Regions from separate parts of the Mus musculus genome. Here all the other regions are linked to region 1. Evidence: chromatin contacts called from public HiChIP or PLAC-seq and promoter capture Hi-C data. All regions are on one chromosome and are shown on one strand. Each heading gives the region's core, a stretch centred on a gene start, on an enhancer-like site or on the middle of the called end of the contact. The rest is flanking DNA. Distances are from core to core; before and after follow the strand shown.

Region 1 (3,592 bases), core at 476-2,975:
TCATCATACCATGCCTCTACTAGACATATCCCTGGCTCCCTGGTTTCCTTTTTCCTTTTCTTTTCTTTTTTTATAAAACACAACAATGGACATTCCCCACCCCCATGGTATGCGAGTGGGCTAGGAAATGGCTTGAGGGTGAATAATCTAGGACCAGATTGAAATAGGGCATGTGTGCACACATGCTCACACATTTCCCTGTGTTATTGGGCTCAAAAATGGCATGTGAACAAAATTGCCCACATTGCACACCTCCTCCCCAAATGACTGTGGTCATAAGTATCATGAGCTCAAACATGCCCATGTCATCCTTCATATGGTGAGACTCAGAATGGGTATGTGCGACAACACACACACACACACACACACACACACACACACACACACACACAGAGCCTTTGATTTGGCATTGGGTCAACATGGCAATATACCCCTCCCCAAATGACAATGTTTGTATACATCAAGTGCTCCAACATGCCCATGCAGTTCCCATGTGACCAGACAGGCAAGAAAAACACCTGAGGCAAACCAAATGCCCATGCTATAAATAATCCCAGCATTTGCAGGAGAATCAGCAGCTCACGGCTATTCTATGTGATGAGCTCTGGGATAGCCTGGACTACAGGAAACCCTGCCTCAAACTTCCCCTCTAACAACAAAAGTTAAGTAAAATAATAAATGAAGGAAAACTGATGCCTTCGGTGAGATGGCTCCAAGGATAAAAGACCTTGTTGCCAAGTTTGACAACCTGAATTTAATGTTAAGAGTCACAAAGTAGACAGAAACATCTTTTACATTTTCCTCTGACCTTCACATGACCATGTTCTCAAGTCTCCGTCCCCACATACAGAATAAGCAAATGTAATAAAAGAGAGAAAATGGATGTGGTGGCACCTGCCTTTAATTCCAATACTCAGGAGGAAGAGGCTGAGGGATATCTGTGAGTTTGAGGTCAGCACGATCTACAAAGAGACAAAGCAAGTTCGAGACCAGTCGGGCCTACAATGTGAGAAGACTCAGTTAAAAAACTTTCAATCCCCAGTTCTCAGGAGGCAGAGGCAGGCAGATCTCTGAGTCTGAAGCCAGCCAGTTCTACTGAGTGAGTTCCAGGACAGGCAGGGATACACAAAGAAATCCTATCTCGACTTCTCCAAAAGAAAGCACAAACAAAACAAAACAAAACAAAACAAGTGGTAGGAAGTACGTAGGGCAGAGCTGGAGAGATGGCTCAGCTATTAAGAGCATCTACTGCTCTCCTGGTTTGGTTACCAGTTTCCACATGGCAGCTCATTACTGCCTGAAACTCCAATTCCAGGACCCGACACATACATGTTTAATATGAATGTTTCACGTGTTTATATACACATACACGGTGCATATAAACTCCTGTAGGCACACACATATACATATGAATAAAATAAGTAAATAAAAAAATGCCTAGGGCAGAGCGAGGAGCCACAACCAGAGATAGTTCTGACATTGACATGCCCAGTCTGCTCCGGCCCCGCCCATATCCTGCCTCCTCTCTCAAGTCCCGCCCAGTATAGGGCTGGGCCCATCGAGGCACCACCCAAACTAAGCCCCGCCCCGCCTTACCACCCACGAGGTGTCCTTCATTTCGGACCCGCCCATTGCCAGCTCCGCCGCCTAAGAGGTCTTGAGCTCCGCAGGCCCCGCCCATCGTCCCGCCTCCACGCAGTGCGGCTGCGCCGGCACCTCGGGCTCCGAGGCCCGGGTGCCGCGGATCTTTTGTTTCCCTGCGGGGCTCCGAGCCGCATCGTCAGTCAGGCCCGGACTTGGAGCTGGAGTGTGTCAGAGCTGAGTCCCGAGTCGGACCGGGTCCCGACTGTCAGCGCCGGGAGGGTACCGAGGAGGACGCCGAGGGAGCGCGCCCCTCCGTCCGCCGGCCTGTGGGACTGGGACCCGGCTCAGGCCTGCCCGATGGGGCACGGGGCCCTGGCGATGAGCCCGCGCCTCCGTCCCCGCGTACGCGGCCCGCCGGCCTCCGCCTGAGCCCAGCGCACCCCGTAGCGCCGCCCCGGGGCCCGAGCCCGGGCTCGCGCCCCCGGCCCGCGCGCGCTATGGAGCCGGGCCGCGGCGGCGTCGAGACCGTGGGCAAGTTCGAGTTCTCTCGCAAGGACCTGATTGGACACGGCGCCTTCGCGGTGGTCTTCAAGGGTCGACACCGCGAGGTGGGTGAGGCTCCCGCGGAGGCCTCGCAATCCCGGACTCCCAGCCCAAGGGACACCTTACCTCCGGTAATCCGTAGAGGGACCCAATTAAGGACCCCCCAGCCCGGGAAACCCACCTGCTACTCTAGCTCCAGAAAACTGGAGACGCCAGCCAGCACAGGATTCCCTACCTAGCCCCGAAGTCAGACCAGTTCTGAGAACCTAACCTGGGACTCCATCCTGGGACTTAAATTCCAGGCCGGCTGACAGACACTCACTATCTGTCTGCCTCTGGCAGCCTCCCATTCCAAGACCCTTGGGACAGCCACCCTAAGCCATCTCTGTGTTCCCTGCTTGGTGGGGAGCAGGAGGGGGGGTTGTTTTCAACCCTGAAGGTTCACGTTTGGCTTTTCAGAAGCACGACCTGGAGGTGGCCGTCAAATGCATTAACAAGAAGAACCTTGCCAAGTCCCAAACACTGCTGGGAAAGGAAATCAAAATCCTGAAGGTGAGCCAGCGCCTCGGGGGAGGGGGAGAGGGTGGGTCAGCTCTTTTCTTGCTCATGAGAAACTTGGATTTGTGTCCTAGGAACTAAAGCACGAAAACATCGTGGCGCTGTATGACTTCCAGGTAAGGCTCAGCGTTGGGCTTGGGGGAGGGGTAAATCTATTCTTGCCCTTGTCCCATCCACTGTTGCTTCAGGACCTAGGTTGCCTGGGGCTGGAGCCCCCCTGAGGGCAGATGATGGCTTTAGATTAGTATTTGGTTTAGGTGAAAGGAGCTGGGTTCTGAATGCCTTGTCTCACGCTTGTCCTACTGTGAGGCCACTTAGGGCCAGGGAGACCTCATCTCTGGTCCAAGTTTTTCCTGGCTTTTCCTAGGTTCTGGGGACCTCTCTAGCTTATATGTTGCCTGCATGGGAAGGAAGGCGGCCATCAACACTAATGTTGAATCTCTGGCGATTGCCTGGTTTACATTGTTTGGGTTCAGCGTACCCTGGTGCCAAAGACCCTTTCTTCACTGTGATGTCTGACCCAGTGGCCCTTACTGAGAATGGGGTTCCGGGCAGGCCCACCTGTCTGGGCTGGCGGGTTTGTTTGTTGACATTGCTTCAGCGGCCTGGCATTGGCCAGCCCACTCCTGCGTCAGAGGCTGGAAGGGGGAGGGGTTGCTGGAGATTCCTTCTAGCCGGCAGTTGGGGCTGGGCCCACTCATCCGGCCGGCGGGAGGTTGCTACCGCCACCTCAGAATTGGCTGCCTGAATGAGCAAGCCAGCTGACCAGCCAGCTTCTGTGCTGCCCTCCAAGCCCCCCAGCCCAGTGGTGGCAGGGGCTGGAGGCCCTGGATGCGCTCGTGTGGGGACCGGGAACCCTAGGTACTGGTCCCCAGCAAAGTGCTGACTAATGATTTTGAAACCTGTT
Region 2 (3,592 bases), core at 699-3,198, 480 kb before region 1:
GCTGAGGGTGGGCGCCCACAACTGCCCTTTGTCCCTGGCTTCGCCTCCTCTAGTTTGGATCTTTCACATCTTTTCTAGATGAAGATTAGTTGCCGAATGGCCACCCTTTTCATCAGGAAACAGCTGGGGCGTGAGAGCAAGCAGGACTGTAAGGTGCTTAGTGACACTGCTGTGATTCTGTCCCCAACATCCCCTCATGGCTGTCTGGTGCCGAGGTGGGAGAGAGTGTCTGGATCCTTCCTGTGCCCTCAACGTGATGCTCCTCCCCAGAGGCTCAGGGCAGCAGCCAGCCAAAGATTGGAACTCACCTGAAAGACGAAATTGCCTGTTCTCTTTGTAAAAGGATCTCTCCCCCCCCCCCTCTCTCTCTCTCTCCCTCTCCCTCTCCCTCTCCCTCTCTCTCTCTCTCTCTTACAGTATCAGCAAGCTAGCAAGATGTCACACATCTGCCAGTGTCCTACTGTGCCTTGAGCTCAGCCTCTGTAGCTGCTGTGCCTCCTCCTCCTCCTCCTCTCTCTTCGGGAGCTATGCTTCTGCCTCCTGGCTGCCTTCCAGTTTGACCATGCGAGGACTTTGCGTTTCTCCTATGCAGTGTCTCATGTTCAATGCACATGAGCATTTCTGGGCATGCGTGCTCCTCGTATGGCTTCTGACGTATCTCTGGTTACAGCGCCCCTCCTGCCCATCCCATCAGCCCTGTGCTTCTGACAGCCCGAGCTGTTCTGAGCTGCAGCCTCTGCTGCTTTCTTGATTCAGCCTTGCCTGTCTGAGTGTCTCCTCTGATTTCCCGACTTGCCTTCCCAACTTCTTGTGCCCAGAGTTGACCCATGTCGCTCGCAGCTTAGAGCTGCAGCCTCCTCCGGGGTTGTGGATTCTTGCAATTACATATAGAACTTTTAAAAAGGATTCATGTATGTATGTATGGGTACTTTGCATGTACATCTGCACAACAGAAGATGGCATCAGATAGTTGTGAGCTGCCATGTGGGTGCTGGGAATTGAACTCAGGACCTTTTGAAGAGCAATGAGTGCTCTTAACCACTGAGCCACTCTCCAGCTCCAGTATAAGAAAAAATTTAAGCCCCTATATTCCACTTATTTTGTGGAATTACAGTTGTTGTTTTTAAAGACAGGGTTTTTCTGTTATGTCCCTGAACTCCCTTTCTGTTATGCCCCAGGCTGGCCTCGAACGCAGAGATCTGCCTATGTCTGCCTTCCAAGTTCTGGGGCATGCACCACTATGGCCAGCCCAGTTTTATTCTTAGGACTTTACTCACAGCTGGTGTTCTGTACCCTACCTGTGGGTTCCTCATCTATGGGTTCAACCAATCATGAATTAAGTTTTGGGAACATGTGTCTAGATGCCCCCTATGCCGTCCCTACTCCCTGACTACACAGCTCAGCAACTACCATAGCAGGTTCTCAGGCCAGTGGGTCATCGGCAGTTACCCGCCCCGAGTAAGGCTTACAGGAGGATGTGCCTGGCTTAAGTATGGAGACAGGCACTTGAGTTCAGGGAGCCCAAGATGCTTGCTGTCTTCAGTGTTTTTGTTTTATTGGGGTCCACTGTGTCAGCTTCCAGAAGTCTAGAAAAAGGCTATATACTTAAGAGACACTGAAGCAAGCTCAGGGTGGCTGGAGGTATCCATGGACATTGTGGTGTGTGCTTTCTCCTGGTGGTTCTGGGGGTGCGACCAGGAGCCTCACACTTTCTAGAACAGTGCTCTCACAACTCGACCCAGCCTGTATTTTTGTATTGATTACTTCTGTGTCAGGGAATGAATGCACTTGGAATTGAGGAGCCACAGTGCGTACGTGCCCCTTTGTGATGAGTAGCGCGGCACACTGTGACCATTGTGGTGGGGACTGGTGCTCTCTGCTACTGTCTGGGAGTGAGCGTGTGGTCTGCATGTGTGCTGTGTTCATGAACACCCTCCACGTGCACATGAGGAGCGTGGCTTCACTGCTCACAGCAGGTTTCCCATTCGCTGGATTGTATAACCTACCACATACCCTGGTATTTTGGCTGTGTAGGGTTATGGGATGAAGTCTCCCTTTATGATGGGACATTTCTCAGTACTGGATTGTCTGTCTTCTCTATGTGAGTTTTGAAGGCTTCGTTGTCAACGTTTTTGCCTTTCTGCTACGCCCATCGTGAGGCAGCAGGGCCAGTTTTCCCTGCTGTTTCTTTTTGCTGGAGTTTTTCCACCCTCAGTTATGAGCCATCTGGGGCTGTGCTGCAGTGAGCCTTGCAAACGGCACGGGCAGGACAGCAATGTTTTATACATTGCTGCTTAATATTTTCGCTGTCACCCAGTGGAGACAGCTCCCGCACCTCGCTGTCCGACTCGCTAGCTTTGTGCCTCTCCACACAAAGGATGGTTTTCTCCCTGAAAAGGTTCCTTGAAAGTTTCTTGGAGGAGGCGGGCGGGGGGGGGGGGTTCCCGGGTGGCTAAAATCTGTTTGATGTGTTTTCCCTCCCACGTAGCCGTTCAACAGTAGACATCATTGGCTCTCCACCGTGAGTCTACAAGAGCCACAGTGCTGACCATCTAAGGTCCTGTGTATGGCTAGAGTACCAGGTGCAAGTGCCCCTTTCTCTCTTCCTACGGTGCACTCAGGTGTGTGCTCATTTGTAAACATGGTCACTCTGGAATTGTGGGAAAGGGATAGAAAGAGACTCGGAGACAGCATTTAAAACTGACAGGCTCATGCTTTAATAGACACTGAATCACAAAGGAAGGGCCAAGCGCCCTGCAGCCTCAATAAAAATATGGAGTTCTTTTTACATGGCAAAATTTCATAATATAAAAAGTTTAATGCTGTCTGGAAATTGTGTAATTTACAAAAAAGAGTCCATGTAGGCCAAAGGTGGCTAACAATGCATATAAGGAGAGTGAATGCCAAGTAGGGAGGTGCCCAGGACAACGGGGAGGGTGGGTGGGTGAGTGCTGGCATGGACGTCTCTAGGATCCTCTACAAACAGGCCCAGTTCACAAGCCAGGAGTACAGTGTGTGAGGGGAAGCTGCACTGTTGCCATTTGCCCGTTTGCAAGGTGCTGAGGACCACTGTGCCCGGCAGCACCTCACCAGTGACCCACTGATCAGTGTGGACTGATTTTTCTTTCTTTCTTTCTTTTTTAAAGGGGGAGGAAGGTGAGACCTGTGCACTGGTGCAGAAACAATGTGTAAGTTTTGGTGGGTGATTTTCTTGGGTGTGTTTGCAGTTAGGAGTCATTGCTGGTGAAAACTGGGGCAGCCTACGGCCTTGCTGTGTGGTCCCACCAGGCTCCCAGAGGAGGCTTCTGCTGGTCTGGAGCATATCTTTGTCTGGTAGGGCAGGGTAGAACATTTAAGGAAAAAATGTATTAAAAACTTTTTTTTTTTTAAATTTCCTGAGCTTAAGGGGATGTCTCTCTACTACCAGCAAAGGGGAAACAGAGACCGATTTTGTAACTTTGACTCAGATCTGTTGGCTTGAAGAGCCAAGAGCTAGGTCGGAGCCACCTCCACCAAGTGTGAGGCCTCGCTGAGGCTTTGGGCCCAATGGGCCAGTCGGTCTCCCCTGCTTCCTTGAATACTTCCTGGCCTT
Region 3 (3,592 bases), core at 410-2,909, 470 kb after region 1:
ATACATTTAAAATAAAAATTATAAATAAAAATAAAGCCAGGTGTAGTGGTAGGCATACCAGCATTGGGGAGGATCTTTGGTGCCTTCTGGCTAGCCAGACAAGCCTAATTGATAAGAGCTAGGCTAATGAGTGAATCCATTTCAATGCAGCAGAAGATACAGACAAGGCAAGCACACACATGAAAGTACACACACATACAAATACATACAAATAAGCAACGACAACAAAACATAGAGCCACAGTTTGAGGCGTCCTTGGGGAGCCAACCACAGACTTCCTCTGTCTGTTCTAGAGTGCGGATCTTCCATCAGATCTCTGCCTCCATGCCTTTGTTTTTTAAATTTTTGTTTATTTTTATTTTTATAGATGTGTTTGTTTTGCCTGCACCACATACATGCCCGAAACTAGAGCTATATATAAGTGATTGTGAGCCACCATGTGGATGCTGGGAACTAAACCGGGTTCTCTAGAAAAGCAGTAAGTGCTGCTAGCTGCTGAGCCAGTTCTCTGTCCTCAGCTCCCCTGGCTTTTATTTACTTTTCCAATTCAAGACCAATTGTACTTCTCATTGGTAATGGGAGACACCCTGAGTTCCCCATGCTGACCACGGACCTCCTTCTTCTCCTTTTCCCAGTCACTGCCTGTGGTTGACTGTACCAGCCGCAGGAATGGGACCGATTGCTAAGGGTGGAAAGAATCTACTCTTGTTTCCTTCACAGCAAGTCAAAGGTCCTAGATGCCCCTTGCCACCAGGAACTCAAGGGCACATAGCACTGTCCCAGTCAAAGGAGCAGATCCACAGCTATTGTACAAACTCAGCCAGTGTTCTTTCCATATAGCTAAATAGGCTTCATATGTCATCAATTGAGCCACAACCTGAACGCTTTTGAATTTCAAACTTGCCGTGTTCTTCTTGTGTTTGAAACCAGGAAGCGATTTTTGTTTTTAAGCCGCAACCTTCCCTTTAAGTCCTGACAAGGTCCTGTTTCCAAGTTGGACAGGATATACCTCACACAGCCCAAGAGCACTCTGCTATTGCCCATGAGAAGCCCAGTATAAAAGGGTCACAGATCACCACTGTTCATAAAGGACTACTGCACAGGAAAGCCCTGAGCGCACCGTGTTAAATAAATCAGCTAGTCACAAAAGGCCAAATACTGTTGAACGCCACTTACATAAGGGCCTGGGAATCATCAGGTCCACGGAGACAGATGGAAGAGTGGTGTCAGGGCCTAGAAAGGCACTGTTTAATGGGAAGATGTGCTCTGTTGGGCACGGAGGGCTATTGAGATCAGGCTACACCCTTCTCTAAGTTATTTCATATTGTACAAAGCAGGAGTTTTCCAGGGTGTGCACCGTCTCAGAAGAAGCCATTTTACAATGAACTTTTCACTCTGTTTTGAGGGGAAAGAGGGATGATTGCAACCGCTGGGTAGACCCAGAAACTAGACTATCTTTCTCCTGTTTCCTGCCAGGTACCACAGGACAGGAACAATCTGAGTTATTCCTGGGAGTAGAAAGGTAGTTTTTGGAACTGCTGAGTTCCCAGTGGCCCTACCTCCTTGCCTCAGGTCCACTTGCTCCTCTGTGCAGCGAGAGCAGCCAAACTGCAGTTTCCAAGCAGACGTCAGCCTTGAAGTAGAGGGTTACAGGTTAGCCAAGGGTACTTGGCCTCAAGTCTCTGAGCAGTAACTCAACTCCACTCCACTTCCTGCCCCGCCCTCTGCACAGAATGTAGAGATTCCGTGGACATGGCCTCCCACCATACTTTACCTGCTTTCCTGCTTTTTGCTTCTGTTCCAAATCAAGACCAGCTACCAATAGCCAAACAAACCCCTACCCAGCAGTGTAGGACACCCACTCTTTGTGCCCCCTCCCCACTGTCCTCCCCACCCCCCACCCCGCCCTAGGACCACAACTCCTTAGGCACCCAGAGTTCCCTTTCTCCACTCCTAAGTCAGGTGCTCATGTCTGGTGCTGACTCTGCCCCCTGATAATAGTCTCAGTTTGTTCTCATTTATCAATCCTTCTGTCTGTTCTATAGTGTGTGGGCTGTTCGTTCACTTGAGATTTTTGCCCCTGGGTGGGGGGCGTGGAGACTTAACCCAGGGCCTCACAAGTACTAGACAAGTGTTCCACCACCTAGCTCCAGCAGCTCTCCTTGTTAGCTCTTTAATGATTGACTAGGACTGACTACTTACAATCCTCCTGTCTCCACCTCTCAAGTGGTGGGATTACTGGTTTTGTATAAGCATGCTCAGCCTCAGGCAAATTAAAGCAGGACTTTTCTAAGAAAGAAGGACTCACAAAGAATGGCACCAGGATCCATGAAGGTCCTTGGTGGAAAACAGGAAGGATGTGATCAGCTTGGTGATTTCGGGTGGGGAGGTCCTGTCTGGAAGGGATCTGGACAACTGGCGTCTGAGATGGGCCAAGACCCAGTCTTTTGTTACAAAATATTCCCTAAAATTATGCATTCAGTTGTTCTAAATTAGATTGCCGTTGCTCCCTAGGCACTGGTCAGATTTAATCAAACAGTTCAAATATGCAATTTAGCTGTACTATTAGCAACAGCAAAGAGATGTCCAGGTTTGCCAAGGATGGATTTGCTCTGGTCTTACTTTGAAGTATTAGCAAAGATGTGGGTGGATCTTGAAAACACGATAAAGCCAGACGTAGGTATCGTATTTCAAATAAAAACCTTTTTGAGACATGAAGACTACTGTGGGAACAGGAATGGCGGCTTTATGGACAGGGGTTTGTTCTGAGGTGGGAGAACGGGTTTTGTGTTGTCCAATGAAGGGGACTGCACAACGTACAGCAGCATGTACTACACTCATTGGGTTGTTCATACGCTAAATGCATTTTATTTCCATAAAAGACAGCTTAAAATCATCTCGCTGAGACATATTAAGATGTTTGGTATTTGCTTCAAATAACCTGGGCGCAGGAGAGACCTGATCAGTTACCAGCAAACAATTTCGGTTTGCAAGGGGTGTGGGGGGGTTGGAGGGGGAAGCGGAATTAACATCCCAATGCTGGGCAGTTCCTTGGAGAAATGAGGGTTGGGGCTGCGCCCTTGTGTGTCTGCTATGAGAAACCTGGGGTGCCTGCCGTCAGCCCCTGATCCTCTGAGTGATGAGGAAAGCGCCCAGTGTGGAGCTTCTCTTGGGCTCCTCCCGGGGCTCTCCGGGCTGGCCTGGCCTCTCCGCTCTTCTTGTCACCAAACTGGAGTTGTGATCCACCAACTGCACCACCAGGCTGCACTCTGAGCCGCACCCCGCCGCACCTGCAGTCTTCAGTAAGACTGGAAAGGGACTAGATTGCTACTGTCACAAAGGGCGGGGAGCGAGGCCACACCCCCAGCCTGCCCACGAGAGGCCGAGAGTGTGAGGCGCTCCAGCAGCTCTTGTGGACCGAGCTCCTTGGGCCATGGCCGCTGCACAGCCCCGGCTTCCCGCGGGGGCGGCCATGGTCCGGCGCTTGGCCCGGGGCTGCTGGTCCGCGTTCTGGGACTACGAGACGCCCAAGGTGATCGTGGTGCGGAATCGGCGCCTGGGATTCGTGCACCGCATGGTGCAGCTGCTCATT
Region 4 (3,592 bases), core at 558-3,057, 450 kb before region 1:
GCTACTGTCGTGAGGATAAAACATGCTGGCCATGGTGGGTTCCAAGATGCTCACAGTTGTGACCCTCCAAGAGACAGCCATGAATCAGTGCTGTGGAGCTGTGCCAGGGCTCATCCTGCACCGGGAATAGACGGGAATGGCAGGAAGCTCCAAAAAGGATTTCTGCTCAGAAACTCAGCCTCCTGATCCCTGTGAGCATGTTGTCCATCAGCCGGGCAGGAGCTCGGCACTGGCATGGCCCTGTTTACATCCCAGCATCTCTTGCTAACTCATCTTGAGTCCCCGCCTCAAAGCTTCTCTTGTACCAATGAGCAGTTGCTTGCTGAAGAGCGACTTCCAATCCTGAGCTGGAGATGGCCGCAAGAGACTGGTCCTCAGGCCCTGTGCTCAGGGTGGAGAGGCAAGCTCCTGGCCTCAAGCCCCATGGTCACAGAAGGGTGGTTCTTTCAAAGCAAAGCTCTCCTTCCCACTGAGGGAGCTCTCTGCTATCACCGCACAAGTTCAGTGCCTCCGAGACCCCTGCCTGTCCTCAGGACCAAATGCCTTGCACGTTTCTTGGGGGGGGGATGCTCTTGAGAACGTGTAGGAAGCTGGGCATCAGGTGTGCTCCCTCAGGCAGCCCCTCTGCTATTTCACAGTTAATTCTAGCTGACCTATAAGATGGGAAGGGTCTGGCCTTCACTTTGGTAGGGACATCCCACTGCATGGGCTGTCTCGGCAGGACATCTTGCTGGAGAGGGGGAAGGGTCAGTGCAGGAGGCACCCCATCATAGATAGCTACGTTCCTTTTAGCGTCCACACCCAGGGGATGTGGTTACCTGAGGCTGGCTTTAGACTGTGTATAAACACAAACACAGAAGGTGGCCATCTTCCTGCTCTAGAACAGTAATGGGTAGCCTTGCCCGCATAGCCCAGGGGTCCCAGCTTTCCTCTTACATTACAAGGCTAAGCTGCAGTTCGTTGAGCCCCTTAACCTTACTAGAAAGCCCCTCTTCTGTTTAAGCCTTGGAGAGGACTGGTAAGGAGGGGCAGTGTCCCCAGAGACCTCTGTGCCCTTGCTGCACCAAACTAGCAGTAGTACAGCCTGTTGCTATGACACCATTGAGACCAGAGACGGTCAAGAGAGAGGCGCTTGAGTGTGCACAGAAATAGATGCAGGGACTCCTGCCCAGGCTGCTCTCTCCTTAGCTGATGTCACACACCCCAGACCTCGTAGCCATGCACTGCACAGTGGCCACAGACTCTGATGTCAAACCCTCCTTGTTCACAGCCTGGCCCTCCTCAGCAATCCAGTCACTAATGTGCTTCCCCTCCCTGAGTCTCCTGGGAAAGGCTTCTGCTTCGAGTCACTCGAGAAATGGCTGTCCTCCATAAAGCCAAAACCCAGTTACTTTAGTGTTATCTCTAAATGATGCCAGAAACCTGGATGTCTGAAAGTGGATTATTACATTTACCTGACAGGAGACTGTGTTCTCGTTCACATTCTCTTCCCTTGTTTTTCTCTCCCTCCCTCTCTTCACCTCCTCCCCTCTCTCCCTCCTCCCCTCGGCTCCCTCCACACTCCTCCCCCTCTCCCTCCTCCCTTCGGCTCCCTCCACACTCCTCCCCCCACATCCTGACTTGCCCCTTGACTGTCACGCTGATAAAAGAATAAAAATGGCCTTCCAAGTGCTTTTGAGAGAAAATCACTTGAAGCCCAGAGCTCTGTGAAGTCTGTCTCCGTGGCCTGGAGTGATCTGGTCTGAACTCCAGTGCTGAGGGGAGGAGCTCACGGTCTTGGCCTAGCTTTTCTGCTTTCAGTAAATACAGTGATCAAACGGCTGAGGCTTGTTTCCTGTCAGCTCCACAGTCAGCCAGCAGGGAACACAAAGCTGTAATTGAGCGGAAGCCTCATTTCTTGGTGTCTCGTTTTTAGGTCTTTGCTGGGAGTGTATAGTCAATGGCACTCCCCCTGAAATACGTCTTATGCATCCTCTGAGTTGATGTGTGACGTGGACAGAGCCCAGTGCAGTCCCTGTGGGAACACCTGGGTGATGGGGTGGAATCACACCCTTCCAGATATGTTCCTGGGACCTAAGACCAGCAGACCCTCCTCCCTGCAGGTGAACCAGGCTAGTCACCTGCAGGAGAGGAGTAGGGATGGGCAGTGGTACACAGCACTTGGCAGGTGTGAAGGGCCCTGAAGGGACATGTTTCCTTCCCACTCCGGTTGTTCCTGCAAGGGTCGTGCAGGAATCGGAGGCACACGCACTTCGGTGCACATCTGCTGCTTCACTCAGGGACTGTTCTGAGTGCCATACGGGAGCGTATGTGAGAGTCTGCAGCAGAAGGCACACTGTGCATGTGACACTTGTTACCGTGTGTCACTACAAGTCCTTTCTGGAGATTTTATCGATTCTCGCAGTGCATGCATCCCTTGGTGCAAATGCCGAAAGCCATAAGAAACAGTGCAGTCACTTAATCTGCTATGTTTTCCTGTGGTAATCATTTACCACTGACAGATGTGGGCAAGGGAAGACTCAGAGGCCCTGCCCCACGCCCATAGAGCAAGCATGCATTGATATCCTGTGTGTGTGTGCGTGTGTGTGTGTGTGTGTGTGTGTGCACATGTGCATGCATGCTGTGTGTGCATGTGTGCCTGAGCCATGTATACAGAAAATGAAATGTCAACACAGAAAGTCATGGAACTGGACCTCTTCCCTTATAGGCAATTACAGGAAAAGGCTTTGAGTATTGTCTTGGACTTCTAGTCCCTGTTAGTGGAGTTTGTGGCCAAAGAGGAGGGAACAAAGACACACGAGTGCTACAGCCTGTCACTGCCTTACCCCTCTGGGAATAGGAGGGGCACCCTGACCTCGACCCTACAGAGTCCACTCCCAGTCCACTCACCTCTGCTCACCAGAGGCCAGGCCAATGAGGGCCCCACCCCCTGTGGTGACTGGGATCAGGGAGGACAGAGCACTTCCTAGAGACCCAGTGTGGTTCTGCTCAGTCTCAGTCCCACACAGCCACCCATCAAGGCCAGGGGAAATGTCTCCAGCACCAGAGGCTGAGAAAGGCTGAGAGGAGCAGAGGTGACTACCAGGCTCAGTGACTGCAAGGTACCTCCAAGGAGCCACTGCAACCAGAGTCCTGGAAGCCACTTTGCCAGGGGTCTTAGTCAGGGTTTTTATTCCTGGACAAAACATCATGACCAAGAAGCAAGTTGGGGAGGAAAGGGTTTATTCAGCTCCACATTGCTGTTATCACCAAAGAGAGTCAGGACTGGAATTCAAGCAGGTCAGGAAGCAGGAGCTGATACAGAGGCCATGGAGGGATGTTCTTTACTGGCTTGCTTCCCCTGGCTTGCTCAGCCTGCTCTCTTATAGAACCAAGACTACCAGCCCAGAGATGGCACTAACCACAAGGGGATCTCCCCACTTGATGACTAATTGAGAAAACACCTTGCAGCTGGATGTCATGGAAGCCCCTTTCTCTGTGATAACTCCAGCCTGTGTCAAGTTGACATAAAACTAGCCAGTACAGCAGGTAAGAGTGGCCCTGTGCATTCTCTCTCCTGCCTTGGTGGTGGTGAGTGGGAGGTGGAGAAGCA
Region 5 (3,592 bases), core at 817-3,316, 430 kb before region 1:
TGTAAAGTGTGGGGTGTAGGAGCACTGGGGCCCCGATGTCTGTCTCAACACAGTATCACCTGGAATAGTCCTCATGCCACATCTGGATCTCCATGTCTACTTTGTGCACTGTGACCAGCCCCTCCCAGCCCAGCTCTGCAGCCACCATCCACACCGCACTCCCGTGACCTCAGCTTTGGTAAGTCCCACTCCTGAGCTCGCTCGCCCAGCAAGTAGCCAAGTCATACAGTACACTGCAGTAAAGAGGCTGAGCAAGAAGAGGACAAGGAGAGCCTGCACTCTCTGGATGGCTGGGAGCTCCGGGTCCTTTAGTGAAAGCCACACCCCTCCTCCTGCAGCCAGGTGCTGCGGGTGGAAGCCCTGTGCCTGGTCCCCTTATGGCCTCCTAAACCACAGGCAAATCCCTGGCGCTGCCTTACAGGCTCAGCTCTGTTTTTTCTGCTTGTCAGGATTTCTGTGTCTTATCTTTGTATGTTTCCTCTCTCTCTATGCTACTGCTACAAAAACCCCGTGAGAATTTACTGCTCAATAACAGCCACACAGCTAGCATTAGGCAGAGACAGGGCTGGGCCAATTTATTCATTTCTTTTTCTTGTATGAAGAAACAAGGGTCCATACCATATAGTAAGGTGTGCACTGGCTTCCTCTCAGCAGCACCAGTACCCAGAGGAGAAAGGAAGAGTGAGTGTGTGTGTGTGTGTGTGTGTGTGTGTGTGTGTGAGAGAGAGAGAGAGAGAGAGAGAGAGAGAGAAAAGAGAGACTGAGTCTTTGTGTGTGCATGTGTATGTATGTGTGTATGAATTTGTGTGTATGTGTCTGTGTATGAATGTGAGTATGAGTTTGTATGTGTGCGCGTGCATGTGTGTGGATGTGAGTGTGAGTCTGTGAGTGTGAGTGTGTGTGAGTGTGTGTGTGTGTGTGTGTGTGTGTGTGTGTGTGTGTGTGTGTGTGTACAGATAATGGTCTGGTAGACTGATTTCAGTATCTTCTGTGCTCTGGAATACTGAACAGGGACTATTTAGAGAAGGGGAGGCGGGCCAGTTTGATGCCTGTCATTCACCAAACAGTCGAGCTCTGTGAAGTTCATTCCCTTGTAACCTCTGACCTGTGTGCACAAGGACAGGGATTCTGTATCCCCTTTGGTCCCCTGTGGCCCAACAGCACCTGGCCAACAGGAATGCGCAGTCACCCCACTGGGAGAGTTCTTCCAAAACTGCCCATGCTGTTTTCTCACGCAAGTCCCCAAGGCTGCACTCACTAGAGCCCCCCTCGTTTATCTCATCTCTGCTGCCTGATCGGATGCTAATTTTCATGTTTCTGGGACCGAATGTCTGACAAATGCAACTTAACTAAGAGAGGGAGAATTTATTCTGGCACAGTGGGGCCTGTGGTGACAAGCATGAGGTCACCAGTCACATTGTGTCTGCAATCAAGAAGCACAGAGTGGACAGAAAGTGGGGCCAGACTCCGTGACCTCAAGGCGCACCCCCAGTTGCCTACTCCCTCCAGTGAGACTATACCTCCTTAAAGTTCTCACCACCTTCTAAAACAATGCAACCTATTTGGGGTCCAGGAGCCCGTGGGGCATAGATTTCTTATTCAAGCCACAAAGCGCTTCTGCTTGCTCTCGATGAGTGAGACTTGGTGTTGCAGTGTCCTGGCAGCTCCAGTTCCATCTCTGTTAACACTGCTGTCAGCCCCGGGCAACACTAGGAAGTTCTCAAAGGCAGGAAAACTATCACATCAGAGATCTGAAGAGTCTTGGTAGATCATCCTGACGGGAGCAATCCCGTAGTCGGCACCCTGCCTCTGACCCCAGATGACCCCTCAGTCTTTGAGGCTGCAGTGATTAAAACCAGCTGCTCTGGCACCGTGAAGGGGACCCTGCTCTGCTCTGTGCCCCACACACTTTGCTCTCCACCCCTCCTCTGATCCACAAGGGCTTCAAGTCTCCACTGCTTTAAAATTGCTTCTGTCTTTCAAATATGCCACGGAGCCAAGCCTGTTTCAGGGCTGAGCAGAAATTGCCGAGGCAATCACACAGGGGAGCTGCGTGCAAGACTGACAGAGCCTGCCCGTGTCGGAAACGGAGCCGGTGATGCTGGAGGAAGGCTGGGCTTCTCAGAGAAGACCTAGGGCAATACATTCAGTTTTTGAAAATAATTTTTCAAACCAAAGAACTTTTGCTTCTCAACGAGAAGAGCCATTCTCCCGTTCTCAGATTTGTTGTCCTAAGATACTTTAATCAACAGAGGTGTCAGCCTGCTCGGTAACAGGCTCTCTCTGTTTTCCCATCTTGCACACTGTGTTTTCGTCTGCTGCACTCCTAAGATCAGTGAGACTAACCAATACCCAGTAGAACAAATGCACGCTTCAGAAGAGGAAAATAAAAGTCTACCACAGTTTGCAAAAGGACAGCAGCCTCTGGGAAGATGATCACGGAGGCCTTGTGCTTGGCTCCCTTCTTCCTCTCAGCAATGTGAGCATGTGGCTCCCCAACCCTAGATGGCTGCCAGCACCCAACTTTGAGAGCCTTCACTGAAGGCCACATTTCAAGTCTAGGTCATGATTCAGGTACCTGGGGGCCGTGGGCAACTCCCCAAGCCATGTTGAGCTTCAGTTGGAAGCCTGGGGATGCAGCCACGCTGAGCAGGTTCAGGCACCTGTGGGTGGACAGAAGAGGCCTCAAAGAGGCAATTTCTCTCCTCTTTAGCCAGGAGGAAGAAAAGATAGGTCTCATTGGAGAGGAAGAGGCCAAACACAAACATTAGCTGCACACACATGCGTGGTCCAGCCGGAAACCCCGGAGTGGCCGGTTACCGCTGCTACCTCCTGTGCAGTGAGATTGACGCTGAGTGTTAGTACTACAGGATGAGCAAGAGGGCCATCCTTGTGCTTCCAAAGACAGCTACACATGCAGCTTTCCCCACTCTCCCAACTCTAACTCTGTGTCCTTTGAAGACAGCCATTCTACATTCAAGACCCCTGTAGTTCAAAGTCACCATTCACTGACAACCTGCTTTTTTATCTCTAGGGGTTAAAACTCAACATTGAATCAAGGCAAGCAGCAGCAGGCAGGAAGAAAAAATACAAAAAAAAAAAAAAATTACCCCAGAAGAAAAATGCATGACAGCCATTGTGAAACCAGGACATTGAGCGGACACGGACACCCCCTCCTCCTTTTTCGGTCTGTGCCGTCTGCAGCTATCTTTCTTTGGAGATGATGATTTTTCATATCTGTAGCCGGGCACTTTAGACAATGGCTGAGAATCTTTCCCGCCCTTGGATTTAATGCATTATGACAACACAGTACTGACGTGGGGGTACGGGGTACCCTGTGTGGGGCAGGGGGAGGCATGGTCCCAGTCAGGGAATATTCAGAGTGACTGTGATCCGGGTGCCACCTTGGGGAAAGTGGCCAAACCAGTCTGTACTCTCAGTGGGCTTTGAAGCCCCACAGAGGAGCCAGACATTACTAATCAAACTCACAGAGTACCCAGAATGGACACAAACAGGTCTGAGAGAAGAAAACAGAGGTAGGAAATCCACACAGAAAACGTGCTCACACCGAATGCAGTCTTTTCTGCAATAA
Region 6 (3,592 bases), core at 274-2,773, 410 kb before region 1:
CAACCCTGAAGAACCATTTTACCCACACTAAATTAGCAAGTAAAAACTTGGAGCGCCCCCTGTACTGATGATGCCCCCAAACTGGTGGACACGCCAGCTGTTGTGTGTACATGGAAGCAAGGACCGTAGAAGCATCGTGGCGTGCAGTCGGGTGGGCTCTGCTCTGACCCGCAGTCATCAACTGGACAGACAAAGCGGCCAAGTGTGCATGCGAGGGGTCAGAACTCTGACCGCACAGGACAAGTGACATTCCTGGGGTTGTGTCCAGTCATGGAGCTGAGAATGTCGCCAGCTTTCTCTTCGAAGGGGCACAGTTTCCAGAGCCTGGCAGGGTTGGAGAACTAGGAAATGTCCCTTCAGTGTAGTAGGCCCTTTAGTGGTGGGAATATGGGGACACTGCGGTTAAAGACCTGCCTTGAGCCAGTCCTCCTAAACTGCCTTCAGGTGTCATGGTTTCAACCATCCTTGTACAAAATGAATCATATACTTCCTTTCTCCTTTCTAAAATGGGTCAGAGGATCTGCCCAACCAAGGATCGCTGTGAGTGCAAGCCCTGCCTGGCCTTGCTCCTGCCCCACCTCCTATGATACCTCTGCCCTCAGTGATCTCTGAATAGCCTCTGGAGTCTACTGCAACATTTTAGGCACCTATATGATCGCTTGCTGGTTGGGATATAAGAGGAGGAAAGACTGAGAGTGTAGCTCTCCCTATCTGCCAACACAAGGCCTTGCTACTGCTACCCTCCTGTGGGAAAAGCTAAACCCCATTTCCCTAGAACCCCAGCCTCAGGAAAACATCCAGCTTTAGACAAAGTCTAAAGTCGTGTTTTACAGGCACACCTCCACCCTACTCAGTTGAGTGTCCTGGAGATAGACAGACAGACAGACCTGTAATGAGTCTGAGGTCTTTCTTGTTTTTGTTTTAAAATCAAAAGTCTTTCCCCACCCCCTTTAAAAACAATAAGGTCAGATTATAATCATCCCAGAGACATGGAGTGCTGGCCATAGTGGGGCATGCCTGTAATCCCAGCACCCAAGAGGTATAGGCAGGAGGGTTGTAAGTTTGAGGCCAGCCTGGGCAACAGGAGACTCTCAAAAACAGACAAAGAAAGGAAGAAAAGCAATAAGCAACCTGTGTATCTTGCTTTGTGAATAACACCCAAGACGGTGTGGCTAATGCACAAGGCGGCGGCAGGAGAGTTTCTTTCTCTTACTCTGGCCTAAGGGTCTGGGCTGGGAGCAGCAAGCAGTCAGGATAGAAATGGCTGCCCGGGGTTGCAATGATTTGTGAGGGAAGCTGCCTGCTGGTTATAGCAAACCGATCTGGTCTCCAGACAGCTGCTGCTGCTTCCTTATCTTCCACTGGCCCACAGAGAACCAGAGGAGGGCTTTCAAAATTACAGCTTCCACACACACACAGAGAAAAGCAGGGCTGGCCTGGCTGAGCTGCCCTCTCCCTCCACTGGCTGGTGTCTCCCTTGGCGGATTCAGGCAGCTGCCAGCCTGGGGCGTTCGTTCTGTGGGGACAGTGTGGCCTCTTGGCAGCTGTTCTCTTTGTTGAAGCCACATAAGAGCATCCGGAGAGCAGCACAGAATGGCTGCGCTCACGCTGAGGGGCTAATGTGCGGCTCCTCCTGCCCTTTCTTGGATGCCACTCAGATGAGGAGGTACAGAGGGGCTGTCAGCAGGGATGCCCTCCGTGACAATAGGCTGCGGGGAGGGAATTAAATGAAGATTAGTGGGACAGACAGGCCTCACAAAGCTGGGCCCTCACCAGGGCTGTGGGAGAGGACACGTGGTTAGGATGTATACATGGTCACTGTGGGTCTCCGCCATGGGCTTTCTGTGTGGGAATACTAATGTCTACTTCAAAGGCTGTGGCAAGGGCCACGAGGGCATGCTTAGCACACTCAGTGGGACTGGGTCAGACCAGACAGAGAATATTTCCACTAAGATGGCACCCCTGCCAGTTGAGCAGGGAATGCTGGTGGCTTCTCATTTGAGCTCGCTGGGACCAGGGCCTCAGTTCTTATGCACACAGCACAGAGACCAGTCATACTTCATATTGATTGCTACCAGTGCCTAGCTGGGATTTTAGAGCTGACCTGCTCTTTCCTCTGCCTTCAAGCAGACAAGAGTTCGGCCATCCGCGTGGGAAACTCGAGGTCTGGGGAACAGGAAAGACACGTTCGCCACCCCAGGCTCACCCTGTGAAGGTTGTGAGTCTCAGGGAGGAGAGGGGAGCGGCCAGCAGAATTCATGGACCCCTGTCCCCTTGGCTGTACTAGTCTACCTGCCTCCAGACAGAGCGGGACCTGGCACAGCAGTCAGGCTGAGTAAGGTCCTCCTCGGTGGGACTGTCCACAGATGAAACAGCTCCAGTGTCCCCGCTGTTTGACATATCCTAGGTATTGGGGGAGACTTGGGGTGTTTAAGCAAATAGAGGAAACAAGATGAGGAAAATCAGGCCATCAGCACGGGCACGGGAGTTGTTACACTAGTCTGCTAACAGTTAAATAATAAAGCGAGGCAGGCACGTTGGCACTGTGTGCTCTGTGTGGCCCCCTTTGGATCAGGAGGCTCTTTAGAGTAATCAAGGCCTGCTGCAGGCCTAAGCACATTTTCCCATTTTGGGGATCTCGGAAGAGGAAGTGATCGCTAGGCTGGTCGCTAGGCTCTCCAGGTTACCAGGTCTCGTGCCTACCACAAGACACTGCATGCAGATTTCACACGGGATAACCAGTACTGTGTCCTACGTTAGCTCACGGCCGTGACCTTTAGCCTTATAGGCTGGCGCACACCTTGTCTGGAGTTGGAGGGGACATGGCACTGCATCTGCTCTTTCTGGTGCCTCTGGACAGCAGATGTGGTCCCGAGATCCGTCCCTATCGGCTGGATCTCTGCCTCAAGTTTTCACATGCACCACGTCTACGTGGTTTTGAAAATATCTCGGAGCTTGGGGTATGGATGTGGGGGACGGGCCTAGTCAGACAACAGATGGCTCAAAACAAAGGTGCAAGAGCAGGCGCTAGAACTGGCCATGTCCTTGTAGGTAGCTTGCTGTTATTTTTTTTTTTTACCAAGGTTGGACAGCAAAGTATATTTTCAAACAGGGTGGTGGTGTAACTCCAAAACCACTTATCATATGACTTTATCAGCTGCAAGTGTCTTACAGAGAGGCAGGCTTTTCCACAAGCTGCCTCAGCCTGGTTCATAAATGCTGCAAAGCCACCTGAGGCCTGTGTGCCCAGGGCTTGGGTGCCAGCTGGTGACGCTGTTGGAGTGAGATCGGATCCTGGTGGGCTAGCCTCGTCAGAGGGTTAATACAGCAGAGGGTTCATAGCTGAAGGAGCACCCTGGGGACAGGCGTCTGAAGCAGATGTCTTGTCCCAGACCCCTCCTGTCTCTGTGCTGCAAGCCCACTGAGAGCTGAGCATGCCTGCTGCTGTGGCATTCTGTCCTCACCACAAGCCCCCAGTGATGGAGGCAGCTGGCTGTGGATTGTCGGGATCTCTGCAACTGGGAGCCAGGGCCTGTACTTTTAAGTAACTTTCTTGGGTATTGTATCATGATGACTGAAAGCTAAAAGTTAC
Region 7 (3,592 bases), core at 295-2,794, 390 kb before region 1:
ACTACAGTCTCTTCATTCTGAGTTCCATGGTGACCTCAGCCACGGCACAGCACATATGCCCATGCGTTGCTTTGAGAGTGAGTCCTTTGTGCATGGGTGGCAGTCAGAACGAGAAACTGGCACATACTTCAAGTAGTTTACCTTTCTCCAGGAAGGAAAAGAGCAGCCAGCTCAACAGGACTGCACACAGAATCCCGAAGCCCCAGGAGAGGGAGGCTGGAGAAGAAGGGCTTAGTACAGAGTTCAGCGTCACGCCACGGGCCCTGCATCACAGACAGGATTTCGTGGGTTCTCCGTGGGCACAAAGGCAATGTGGATGCCTCTCTTCATCAGGCACATGAGAAGTACCAGAGCTGTGAGGCAGACAGTGCCAGCTCGCCTGACGGAGCCACGACCTGGGGGCCACCATCTGTTTTGCTAAGGCGACAGTCTGGAATTTCTGGTTGAACTCCAGGTCTCCTTATTGTGAGGCTTCACTAGTTTTACCGAGTCGCAGAGCAGATTATGGGTCCCCCCAGAGCACCCCCAGCAGCTGGGCCGAGTTATAAGCTGTCTTTGTCTTATTCAGTGTCCCATAATGGATTTGCTAGAACATACCATCTGAACCAGGGAAATGCAATTACTGACTGCCGTTGCTTCCAGTAAGTGGCCAACTCTGCCAATCTGGCTTAAGAATGTAGCCCGTTAAGCTCTGCCACAGGGGCTGTTCTGATGAGGGCCTGTTTCACAGGCGCTGGGCACATGGCAGAGCCCTTGTCCCACTTTTTAACTGCTTTTGGAGACGTTCTGAGTGGCACCAGTGAAATTTTCCCTGGCAAATGAAAGTGCTCCCTCCCCCAGGGCAACCAGCTCTCCAGCAGGACGGGGAGGGCAGCATCTCTGCACACCCAAGCCACCGAGCGGCAGCCTGAGATGCCTGGAAGTCAAGTGGGGACACGCTGAGTCAGCACTAGTGACTAAAAGTCGCCTCCTGGCTTTCCTCCAGTTCTGGGGGTGCATACTCTGCCTCAGGAGGAGCCTCTGGAAAAGTGACTTTTTGAAGTCACCATGAAATTAACAATTATGCTGCAAAGAATCTTAAACATGGAGTCTCTGTCAATTTCACTCATGTGCGTGTGCGTGTGCATGTGTGTGTGTGTGTGTGTGTGTGAGTGTGTGAGGTGGTTGCACTGTGAGGTCCGGCAGGATCTCCTGGTGGGTGGGCAGGCACACCACCTGTGAGGTGGAGATGACAGTGAGGACCATGGGAAGCCGTGCCACAGAAAATGAACTCCTTTTCTGGGTTTCCTGGTAGCTGTGCCTCACTGTCCGCATTCCTCCGGCACGCCAGTTGAGCTCTCTTAAGAGCTTAGCTGTTTCTTCAGGGAGGCTCAGTGAGCTCCAGCTCTGGCTTTAGACAGCTGCCGCTCTTCCCCATGCTCTCTATGGGACCCCGACGACGCCCCCCCCCCCCCCCCCGGTCTTTGAGGCTCCTGTTCCTGATGGTAACAAGCCTGTGTGTGTTTTCAACGCAATAATGAACACTGCGTGAGAAGCTACACCAGGCACACCCAGGCACTTGGTAAGTGTCAAGTCTTTATTCCGAGCCACTTCAAAGGTGTGTGGAGCTTCCTCAAAGGCCTTTTCATTTCCCCTTTGTGGAAACTGTTATTTGAATACCTCAAAAAGCAGAGCCAGCACCAGTTTCCTGAGGCTGGATGTTAAACACAGGAGGAACAGGCCATTAAGTTCATGTACTGAAAGGAAGGAGCAGTGTGCTATCCTAGTGATTTTCTTGTCCAGAGTCATAAATATTAGCACTCTTCAAACTTGCACAAAGGTCCCATTGTACCCACGCTTTGAGAACTTCTTGGATCAAGATCCAAAAGGTTAATATATTATTTAGTTACCTTGCTAATCAGACTGTCTTATACAGCTGTAGGGCAAGGGACTGTGTAAAGGGAGGAGAAAAATCTGCTTAATTTAGCACTACTAACTGAAGGAATAAAATTAAAATGGTACGATAAAATCCAGTTGCTGCCTGATGCTTTAACTATTTCCCAAGCTCACTGTATTTCTAGCTCATTTCAAAGGTTTGAGGTTGGGTAGATGCCTCCGTGGGTAAGGGCACTTTCTATGCAGGCATGAGGATCGGAGTTCAAATCCCCAGACCCCATGAAAAATGCATTGTGGCTGCACACACCTGTGAGTCCGCCCACACTGCGAGAGGGAGCTATGGTGAATTACTAGAGCTTGCTGGTCACAGGCCTCGCTCCAGGCTCAGCGAGACCCCACCTCAAGGAAGTCAAATGGACAGTTACAGGACACCTGACGTCCTTCTCGGGTCTCTGTGTGTGTTTGTATACACACACCTGAACGTGTATATGCCTATATACTGTCCCCATACCATATAATATACCACACGTATGCAACATATGATATACTACATAGTTGTGATGCACCGCACAATATATTGTATGCACTGCACACACTCAACACAATACAGCATACGTACAAATAAAAAAATTGAAATAAAGAAAAGGTTTGGGCTAGAGAGATGGTTCCAGTATTAAGACAGAGTTCTGTTCTTGAAGAAGCCCCTCATTTCTGCCATGACCTCCGGCTCCAGGGGACCTGACACCTCTGACCTCAGGGACACCTGTACTCACCTGCATATACCCCATGCAGATGTACATACATATATAATCTTAAAACTTAACAAAAATTTAGGAGTCAAGGTCAGCTTCATATACATTCTCTGACCATGGAGCAAGCGGTGGCATTGGAGCCTTTTGTAGTTGGAAGTAGTGTGGGGGCTGTTTACACCAAAGGCAAGGTCAGGGTCCACAGCAGTGTCTGGGAATTGTTGCTGTTACCCAGCATGAGCCTTTTAGGCTCTGGGATCCCCAGCAGGACGGAAGCTGAGCTGGAGAATGAGGTACAGGCCTGAGCTCAGTGAGCAAGAAAGAGGGAAAGGGTGCGTGTGATTGGGTGAGTTAATGCTCAGAGTTTCCCAGCATGCGTGGCTTCCAGAAGTGTGCGATTAGGATTGGTTAACATCTGGCCTTTCCCAGCATGCTTGGGTCCTATCACCTCTGCCCCATTCAGACAGACAGACAGACACTGCCATGGCTTTGCAGTCCTCTGTGAGCACACACTGAAGTTTATTTGCCGCAGGGAAGGCCTGAGGGATGATGCCTTCAACTTGATTAGCTCATGGAGTGGTGGTGAGGAGGCAGGCTGCAGGGCGTGCTCTCTCTTCCTTGGTCCAGCCATTCTCTGCCATCTTAGGACACAACTAGGGAGGCCCTCGTCAGACTTATTCCCTTGATTTTAGACTTCCCAGTCTCCACAACAATGAGCTACACCAACTTGGATGATATATAACTTACATCGTCGGTGGTGTTCTGTGATGGGAACAGCAGGCAAACTATCGTACACACTCATTTGGGACCAAGCATTAGCAGTGCCTGAAGAGGACACCAACAAGCTTAAGGCACACACCACCGAATCAGAATGCATGATGGAGCCAGCAGAGAACTAGAATACTTCATGAGGGCCATGAGCACAATGGTTGACAGGTAGAGGAAAACAGATGCTTCTAAGCCAGTTT

The links. Promoter capture Hi-C pulls out the DNA fragments that hold promoters and counts their contacts. HiChIP or PLAC-seq counts read pairs in DNA pulled down with a chosen protein or histone mark.
Region 2: a contact with region 1 is called in an H3K4me3 HiChIP or PLAC-seq map of forebrain, with 11 times the contacts expected there. The contact joins the enhancer-like site here to the promoter of Ulk1 in region 1. A contact is called at or near these places in 11 of 39 promoter capture datasets (the 3T3-L1 cell line, 3T3-L1-derived adipocytes, the C10 cell line and 8 more), 1 of 484 Hi-C or Micro-C datasets (nephron progenitors), 11 of 115 datasets of contacts at active chromatin or transcription factors (craniofacial prominence, embryonic basal ganglia, embryonic forebrain and 6 more) and 1 of 9 other capture datasets (adipose tissue).
Region 3: a contact with region 1 is called in a promoter capture Hi-C map of stem cell-derived epiblast-like cells, with 4 times the contacts expected there. The contact joins the promoter of Lrcol1 here to the promoter of Ulk1 in region 1. A contact is called at or near these places in 3 of 39 promoter capture datasets (cranial neural crest, embryonic stem cells and stem cell-derived epiblast-like cells) and 2 of 115 datasets of contacts at active chromatin or transcription factors (both in embryonic stem cells).
Region 4: a contact with region 1 is called in an H3K4me3 HiChIP or PLAC-seq map of forebrain, with 9 times the contacts expected there. The contact joins the enhancer-like site here to the promoter of Ulk1 in region 1. A contact is called at or near these places in 16 of 39 promoter capture datasets (the 3T3-L1 cell line, 3T3-L1-derived adipocytes, the C10 cell line and 12 more), 14 of 484 Hi-C or Micro-C datasets (the G1E-ER4 cell line, the Patski cell line, bone marrow-derived macrophages and 9 more), 17 of 115 datasets of contacts at active chromatin or transcription factors (VIP interneurons, craniofacial prominence, embryonic basal ganglia and 11 more) and 3 of 9 other capture datasets (adipose tissue, embryonic stem cells and liver).
Region 5: a contact with region 1 is called in an H3K4me3 HiChIP or PLAC-seq map of craniofacial prominence, with 4 times the contacts expected there. The contact joins the enhancer-like site here to the promoter of Ulk1 in region 1. A contact is called at or near these places in 5 of 39 promoter capture datasets (the 3T3-L1 cell line, the HPC-7 cell line, frontonasal cranial neural crest and 2 more), 5 of 484 Hi-C or Micro-C datasets (bone marrow-derived macrophages, cortical neurons, differentiating embryonic stem cells and 2 more), 16 of 115 datasets of contacts at active chromatin or transcription factors (VIP interneurons, craniofacial prominence, embryonic basal ganglia and 9 more) and 2 of 9 other capture datasets (embryonic stem cells and liver).
Region 6: a contact with region 1 is called in an H3K4me3 HiChIP or PLAC-seq map of embryonic basal ganglia, with 5 times the contacts expected there. The contact joins the enhancer-like site here to the promoter of Ulk1 in region 1. A contact is called at or near these places in 9 of 39 promoter capture datasets (the 3T3-L1 cell line, 3T3-L1-derived adipocytes, the HPC-7 cell line and 6 more), 2 of 484 Hi-C or Micro-C datasets (cranial neural crest and nephron progenitors), 8 of 115 datasets of contacts at active chromatin or transcription factors (craniofacial prominence, embryonic basal ganglia, embryonic forebrain and 4 more) and 3 of 9 other capture datasets (adipose tissue, embryonic stem cells and liver).
Region 7: an H3K4me3 HiChIP or PLAC-seq map of embryonic forebrain shows a contact between it and region 1, with 4 times the contacts expected there. The contact joins the enhancer-like site here to the promoter of Ulk1 in region 1. A contact is called at or near these places in 12 of 39 promoter capture datasets (the 3T3-L1 cell line, 3T3-L1-derived adipocytes, the HPC-7 cell line and 8 more), 11 of 115 datasets of contacts at active chromatin or transcription factors (T-cell acute lymphoblastic leukemia, craniofacial prominence, embryonic basal ganglia and 7 more) and 1 of 9 other capture datasets (liver).

What each region holds. Positions count from the first base shown.
Region 1 is chr5:110,808,214-110,811,805 of GRCm38.p6, reverse strand. It overlaps Ulk1 (unc-51 like kinase 1), which reads left to right and starts at 1,725. Exons shown (of 28, transcript NM_009469.3): 1 at 1,725-2,192; 2 at 2,587-2,679; 3 at 2,760-2,801. The coding sequence starts at 2,082.
Region 2 is chr5:111,288,882-111,292,473 of GRCm38.p6, reverse strand. Ttc28 (tetratricopeptide repeat domain 28) reads right to left here. Exons shown (of 23, transcript NM_001267622.1): 23 at 2,694-3,592. Among named protein-coding and RNA genes, the nearest start is that of Pitpnb, 40 kb to the left of the region's middle. Within about 2 kb of position 1,948, at least 41 of the 459 cell types and tissues checked have an H3K27ac peak or open chromatin away from gene starts, as enhancers often do. A contact at or near this core is called in 3T3-L1-derived adipocytes, forebrain and hippocampal neurons, where this site is marked.
Region 3 is chr5:110,342,797-110,346,388 of GRCm38.p6, reverse strand. It overlaps Lrcol1 (leucine rich colipase-like 1), which reads right to left and starts at 1,659. Exons shown (of 6, transcript NM_001310709.1): 1 at 1,560-1,659. It overlaps P2rx2 (purinergic receptor P2X, ligand-gated ion channel, 2), which reads left to right and starts at 3,354. Exons shown (of 11, transcript NM_153400.4): 1 at 3,354-3,592. The coding sequence starts at 3,434.
Region 4 is chr5:111,261,211-111,264,802 of GRCm38.p6, reverse strand. The region is part of intron 12 of Ttc28 (tetratricopeptide repeat domain 28); the gene reads right to left. Among named protein-coding and RNA genes, the nearest start is that of Gm35628, 28 kb to the right of the region's middle. Within about 2 kb of position 1,807, at least 126 of the 459 cell types and tissues checked have an H3K27ac peak or open chromatin away from gene starts, as enhancers often do. A contact at or near this core is called in the HPC-7 cell line, adipose tissue, cortical neurons and 9 more, where this site is marked.
Region 5 is chr5:111,242,100-111,245,691 of GRCm38.p6, reverse strand. The region is part of intron 12 of Ttc28 (tetratricopeptide repeat domain 28); the gene reads right to left. Among named protein-coding and RNA genes, the nearest start is that of Gm35628, 9.1 kb to the right of the region's middle. Within about 2 kb of position 2,066, at least 15 of the 459 cell types and tissues checked have an H3K27ac peak or open chromatin away from gene starts, as enhancers often do. A contact at or near this core is called in craniofacial prominence, where this site is marked.
Region 6 is chr5:111,218,927-111,222,518 of GRCm38.p6, reverse strand. The region is part of intron 6 of Ttc28 (tetratricopeptide repeat domain 28); the gene reads right to left. Among named protein-coding and RNA genes, the nearest start is that of Gm35628, 14 kb to the left of the region's middle. Within about 2 kb of position 1,523, at least 91 of the 459 cell types and tissues checked have an H3K27ac peak or open chromatin away from gene starts, as enhancers often do. A contact at or near this core is called in embryonic basal ganglia, embryonic forebrain, neural stem cells and 1 more, where this site is marked.
Region 7 is chr5:111,198,348-111,201,939 of GRCm38.p6, reverse strand. All of the region lies in intron 6 of Ttc28 (tetratricopeptide repeat domain 28), which reads right to left. Among named protein-coding and RNA genes, the nearest start is that of Gm35628, 35 kb to the left of the region's middle. Within about 2 kb of position 1,544, at least 84 of the 459 cell types and tissues checked have an H3K27ac peak or open chromatin away from gene starts, as enhancers often do. A contact at or near this core is called in T-cell acute lymphoblastic leukemia, embryonic forebrain, forebrain and 1 more, where this site is marked.